2 separate regions of the Oryctolagus cuniculus genome follow, and region 1 is linked to region 2. The links are chromatin contacts, called in public Hi-C maps. All regions are on one chromosome and are shown on one strand. The core of a region is the stretch at or near the end of the contact, and the rest is flanking DNA. Distances in the headings are between cores, read along the strand shown. Region 1 holds the start of MCM3 (minichromosome maintenance complex component 3). Region 2 holds the start of TMEM14A (transmembrane protein 14A).

Region 1 (2,842 bases), core at 183-2,682, 440 kb before region 2:
TCTTCCTGTAAAACAGACACCCAATTCACACAGTAGCCACAGATTCAAAAATAAAACAGAAGCAGCTTTCACAACAAGATAATACATCTATCTCTGTGGCAGAGTTGAACTGCAAGCATCCGCTAGCCTCCGTAACTGGCACTTCTTGGGAGAAGATTGTAATCACGCTTCCCAAGCCGTGCTGGTAGTCCCATCATCAACAGCCTGTCAGTTGTCAACTCAACCTCTACTCTGGAAGTACATTGAGCTTTTAAGTTCTAAAAGGACATGTAAAAACCTTGTTAAAATGTAAAGGGAAAAAGCTAATGCTTAGAGATGTATATGCTAATTTGCTTAACAGTAGAAAACAATTTCTCTATGAATATTGAAACACGCTGGACACTTTAATATAGCCAATAATAAATGTGAATGAAACAGACTAAAGTTTACATTAAGATGGATCTTTACTTAAACTTATATACGGAATTAAAGTATTTTACTCTCGGATCATCAGCATACTGAAGGATTCTCATAACCGGGACCTAAAGGAGTCAGCTCTATGTTTCTATCCTGAACCTTCCAGGAAGCTTATCCTGTGGCTTTAGATCTTGGGTTGCACATAACCCCCCTTCACCTGCATACAAAACACTTCTTATCTGCACCTCACTTGGTATTGAAAAAAAAAATGCAGCCACATCAGCAAGTCTATTCCTCCCTGTAGGAAATCTGTCCCTAATATCTGAGCACCCGAAAAACGCGGCCGGCGACTGCCGCCCTACTGCAGTCCCTCCCCCACGGTGCCCACCGACGCAGAGCGAGCCGGGCGTGCAGCCGCGGGTGGGATTTGCCATTTTGCCGGCGCAAGAGGGAAGCCTCTCGCCTTTCGAGCGCACTGGCGGTCACATGGAAGAAACTTGCGGGATCACTCTAAAAAGTTCACCTATGCAGCACAAACCAGGGACTCACTCCACCGCGGGGGCAGTGACCAGAGCCGGATGCTGGCGTCGTCCGCGGATTTAAGGGGCCTCCGGCCCTGACCCGCTCCCCGCGAGAGCCTTCCAGCATCAGGGCCCGCGCGCCGGCGGCCCTCTCACCTCGTCATCCAGGAAGTCCAGGTAATCCCGCTGGGCCTCCCGCAGTTCCACATCGTCCAGCACTACAGTGCCCGCCATGCCCGCTGCCTCCTCCAAAGCCGCGCCGAAAGGTCCTTAGCTGACTCCGCCCCGGCGCGAAAACTTCCTCACTTTTCCCGCCACCAAAGTGTACCTCGAGGAAGAGGCGGGGACTCAGAGGGTAGATGCATGTTCTGGTTGGCTGAATCCTCTGACGCTAGAAAAGCGAGTGTCCAATTGAGAGCGTCTTCTTCTTAGGGTTTTCCTCCGGGAGCCTCGCAGTGGCGGGAAATGTGCCTTCCGGTGTCCTCTGTTTCTTTCCTCGCCGCTCCGCCCCTGCAGGCGGGGAAGCTGACCAATGGGAATGAGAGAAGTCTCGCGAAGCCCAGACATTGGGCAGCCGGAAAGGGAGACGCGGAAGAAGCCGGGAAGCGTTGCGTTCTGGGAGTTGTAGTCCTTTCCCGGTTCCGGATGTTTCACCGCGTTTTTTCAAGCTGTGGTCCCTGACCTACTACCGTGACCAAACAAGGGCTGGCGGGTTAGTCCTTCCTTGAAAGTAGACTGAACATTATAGGAGGGTTTATAACGCAGGAAGATGAAAACAATAAAGACCAGTCGTCTTTAAAATACACTTGAATTAGAACTGCCCTCAAGTGGCTTCTAGAGAGGAGAAATTGGATTTTGAGACTCTAGGAATGGAGTATAGAATCATGGCATGTGCAGGGAGAAGTTAGAGTTAGGACCCTTTTGCTATCTGAATACCTTTGCCTGAAGTACCTCGTAAAAATAGGTCGCAGAGGAGGATGAAGTGAAAGAAAAATTTTCGGTATGTACTCTGCCCACTTATAGATGGCTTTGTGTGTTATACAAAATTCTGGATGTAAGTTACTACACTGTCTTACTTGCAAACAAGTAAATTAAAGGTTTCCTTGATTTATGAAAAGATCACAGGATCCTCTTCAGTAACCTAGTGTGCAGAGAGATAAAGACAAGGTGGGGGTATTTAATGCCATCTTTGATTGAATATGAATCAGTAATTAAAATATAGCAAATATGAAATTAAAATGTAAGTTGTACAAGGTGTTCTTGTTTTAGTCCTTCGTGGTTGATTTTCTAATTATATTTTTAGTCTTTTTTGTTGTATAACTTACATGTAGTAAATGTAATTCACAAATCTTAAACATACAGATCAATGAGTAATTTTATTTATTTGAAAAGCGGAGAAAAAGAGAGGGTGAGAAAGAGAGATCTCCCATCTGCTGGCTCAACCCGGAAAAGTGCACAATGGCCAAGGATGGACCAGACCAAACCAGAAGCCCAGAACTCGATCCTGGTCTCCTACCAAGGTGACAGGGACCCAACTGCTTGCTCCATCACCCACTGCCTCCCAAAGTGCACATTAACAGGAAGCTGGAATCAGAAGCGGAGCCAAGATTTGAACCCAGGTACTCCAAAATGGGCTGCAAGCATCCCAAGCAGTATCTTAACCGCTTCAGCAAATACCCATCCCAGCTTTTACCTTTGTAGACACCACTCTGGATAATGAAAAATGTGTCAATTGCCCCAGCATATGTTTTTAATTTTTACTTCACAGGAAGTTAAAGTATCAAATTAACTAACACAGAACAATCAGTAACTCTATTCATATATCACAAATTTTTGCCAACTATTAGCTTATGTTTGAAAGCCTCCAGGATCCAAAGTGTGCTGATAAATATTCCAAATATAACCTGCCAAAACAAATATGTATA
Region 2 (3,212 bases), core at 468-2,967:
CACATGCATTTGATAATGGATCAAAGAATCTAATAATTAGTTCAAGTCATTCAGGATCAGGTGTTGCCTTCTAAGAGTGACATGGGATGACATACAGAATTTTAAGCAGGTGACATACTGAGCAACTTGTGAGCCAGACCTAAACATTCCATTTCACAAAAACGTGACTGTCTCCAAATGTCCCATTCATCTATTCAGTAGGCACCTCTCCTGCTTTATGAATCTTAACAATCTCTTCAATTAGATTTTAAGCTCTTAAAGAACAGGGGCCACTCTTTTACTAATAATAGCAAACATTACTGAGTATTTACTATGTTGTGGTCATTGCGCTATGAGAGTGGGCATTTGCTCTAGTGGTTAAGATGCCCATGTCACATACTAGAGTACCTGCTCTGGCTCCTAATGGCAGCTCCATTCTAATGCAGACCCTGAGAGGCAACAGTGGTGGCTCAAGTATTTGGGTTTCTCTCTCTCTCTCTCTCTCTCTCTCTCTCTCTCTCTCTCTCCCCCCCCTGCCTCTCAAATAAATAAATAAGTAATTTAAAAAATATGCACTGGAACCATAGTTTGAACCCAGGCAGAATGACTAGACAGCCTGTATAAACTCTTTCCTGAAACCCGGGTCTGACACTTCACAAGGCCTTTGGCAAGTTGCCTCATTTTCTTCCTCTGAAGCATCGGGGAGGTAGCAGCATGTACACCTCCTTCCCCCCACCTCCCGTTGTAGTGAAGATGAACAGTCTTTGCCCGTAAATTGCCTAGCACAGCGCCTGAAACACGTAGATATCCTAAATGTCAGATGTTATTGTTGCTTATAGGAAAGTTCATTTTATCACGGAAAGTCCCCCGTCCTTGGCAAAAAGTTCAAAATGGGATCAAATGGCAGGCCTAGGACAAGGAGTCAGCCTGGTTCCTGGGTAGTCACTCTCTATTGCCCTGTGTCTCTTTCAGAGCCCACCTCAAAAATGTCCCCTTCTGTTTTGCAATTGCTTCCCCTACCCCACCCCCCACTACATTCCAGGAAATCATTCTCCTTAGTTAGGAGATGTGGTGCAGAAACCACATATGTGTTTTTACTTGTTGCACATTCTTCTGCGTTGGCCAGTGCCCTGTGTTCCCTATTTGTTATGAAGTTTTATAACCATCTCTGTTTTTTTAGAGCTAATATTTGATGTTTGAAGATAACTTTGGCATGGCTAGAACGTCTTGCCTCGCTGAATGAAACTCTAACATTCAGCGCCCCCTGCTGTCTTTCACAGGAAAGCGCATCGACTGAGAAGGTTTGATTCGCTGATCTTGAATGTTGCTTATCGAGGTCTAAATAGAAATGGGTGTAAATGTCCTCAACTTGAAATTAGACCCACGTCTTAGCTGTCCTTGAACTCATCCTCTTGAATTTTAGTTTTTGCGCTGCCTTTGTAAATTCATTTTTGCTTAATTATAGTTTTCTCACATTTGCTTTCCTTACATTTGTTTTAGGGAGTCTTGTTTTGGGGGGTTTGAACTTGTTTTTGTTTTACTCTTGGCTCTGTATCACTTTGGCGAAGAACGGAGAGGAAGAGGGCAAGTGATCCTGGCGTTAGATTCGGGGACCCTCGGAGGAGGACAACCCCACCGGTGTGAGCCTCCAGCCCTTGCAGCCAATGGGATCTCGGTGCATGGGTGAGTGTCAGGCGGAACTAGCCAATGAACGTGCGCCTTCGGCAACGCAGGCCAGCTTCTCCAACTGGGTCATATAAAGTGGCCCGAGGTGTCCCGGAACTGGACTGGCCCTGGCCGGGGTGATTGCGGCGGTTGCTGGGGTTCAGGGGAGCTTCGCTCCGGCCCCGCAGCCCAGGCAGCAGTGCGGCCAGCAGCCAGATGTGCACGGAGTCGCCGAAGCAGATGACAGCGAGCAGCCCGGAGACCACGGGCGCCTTCAGGAACTAACGTGACCTGCTCCTGAAAACAGGTTGCCTGCGGAGCCCCGGACGCCCCCGACGGCGCTGACCGCCACCCGATGAACGGCGGTGGCAATGGCGCGGGGACGCGGGGTCGGTGCTGCGGAGTGGTGAGGGTTGGCTGCTTGGCTTTGTCGCCGTCCGGGAGCAGGGGTTGCGCTCAAAGTCCTAGCCCCTGTTTTCACTAATCTCTAATTGATAGTTAGCATTTCTTTCCGTTAGGCAAATAGGCAACAAAACAGCAGTATCGGTACCTGCATCTGTCATCTGTGGGAGTCACAGATACCTTAGAAACTGGTACACGGAACACTAATTTGAAATTATGGTAATAAATAGACCTGCCCATAGATCTGATAATCTTTAATATGTTAATAAAGAACATTTATTATATCTAGGTTTAAATGTTTAATAATCTGACAACTGTATTTCAAGAAAATTGGCATCCTGTGCAATCTTATTTTGTGCATTTTCCCAGAATGCCAAAGGAATCCATGTGACATTGGAAGAGTCCCTGCCTTGGATCATGAGTGGACAGTTCTACAAATAGGTGGAGTTGGGGCCCTGTGCTGTGACATAGTAGGCTAAGCTTCCGTCTGCCGTGCTGGCCTCCTATATGGGTGTAAGCCTCCCATAGGGGTGCCAGTTGCTGTTCCGGCTGCTCCTCTGCCTATCCAGCTCTTTGCTATGGCCTGGAAAGCAGTAGAAGATGGCCCAAGTCCTTGGGTCCCTGCACCCACGTGGGAGACCCGGAGGAACCTCCTGGCTCTTGGCTTCTGATTGGCCATTGGCCATTTGGGGAGTGAACCAGCAGATGGAAGACCTTTCTCTCTGTCTCTCCCTATCTCTGTCTGTAACTTTACCTCTCAAGGAAATAAGTAAAATCTTAAAAAAAAAAAAAAAAAGAAAGAAAGAAAGAAAAAGAAACAGAAAAAATAAGTAGAGGTGAACAGGCTTGGCTGCAAACTTACCTGGTGCTCCAGCCTTACCATTGCTGGAGTAAGCAGCACCTGGTGGCCTTTGAGTTAAGAGGACTGTGGCCCCCTTTGCCCAAGAACAACCTGATTCCCACATGGGCAAGAGTATATACAAGAGTATGGAATTCTCATAATATGCGAAGAGTTTTTCTTTTAGGTTTGGGTGAAATACCTTGAGTAGTAGTATCCCGAAGCTTTTTCCAGCTTTTAACACTCCAGTGGCAGGATGAGCTGTATCTTAAGTCCAGACACTGAGATCCAGGGGGAAATCATTTAATAGTTCACATCAGTTTAAGAT

Evidence for each region. Hi-C and Micro-C count contacts between places; a contact is called where the count stands out from the background.
Region 1: a Hi-C map of an unstated tissue shows a contact between it and region 2, with 2.1 times the contacts expected there. The contact joins the promoter of MCM3 here to the promoter of TMEM14A in region 2. A contact is called at or near these places in 3 of 6 Hi-C or Micro-C datasets (ear pinna, psoas muscle and an unstated tissue).

Annotation. Positions count from the first base shown.
Region 1 is chr5:117,736,048-117,738,889 of mOryCun1.1, reverse strand. It overlaps MCM3 (minichromosome maintenance complex component 3), which reads right to left and starts at 1,432. Exons shown (of 17, transcript XM_002714500.5): 1 at 1,074-1,432; 2 at 1-5. The coding sequence starts at 1,151. PAQR8 (progestin and adipoQ receptor family member 8) reads left to right here and starts at 1,542. Exons shown (of 4, transcript XM_051855627.2): 1 at 1,542-1,917; 2 at 2,310-2,536.
Region 2 is chr5:117,300,621-117,303,832 of mOryCun1.1, reverse strand. It overlaps TMEM14A (transmembrane protein 14A), which reads left to right and starts at 1,717. Exons shown (of 5, transcript XM_051855650.2): 1 at 1,717-2,050.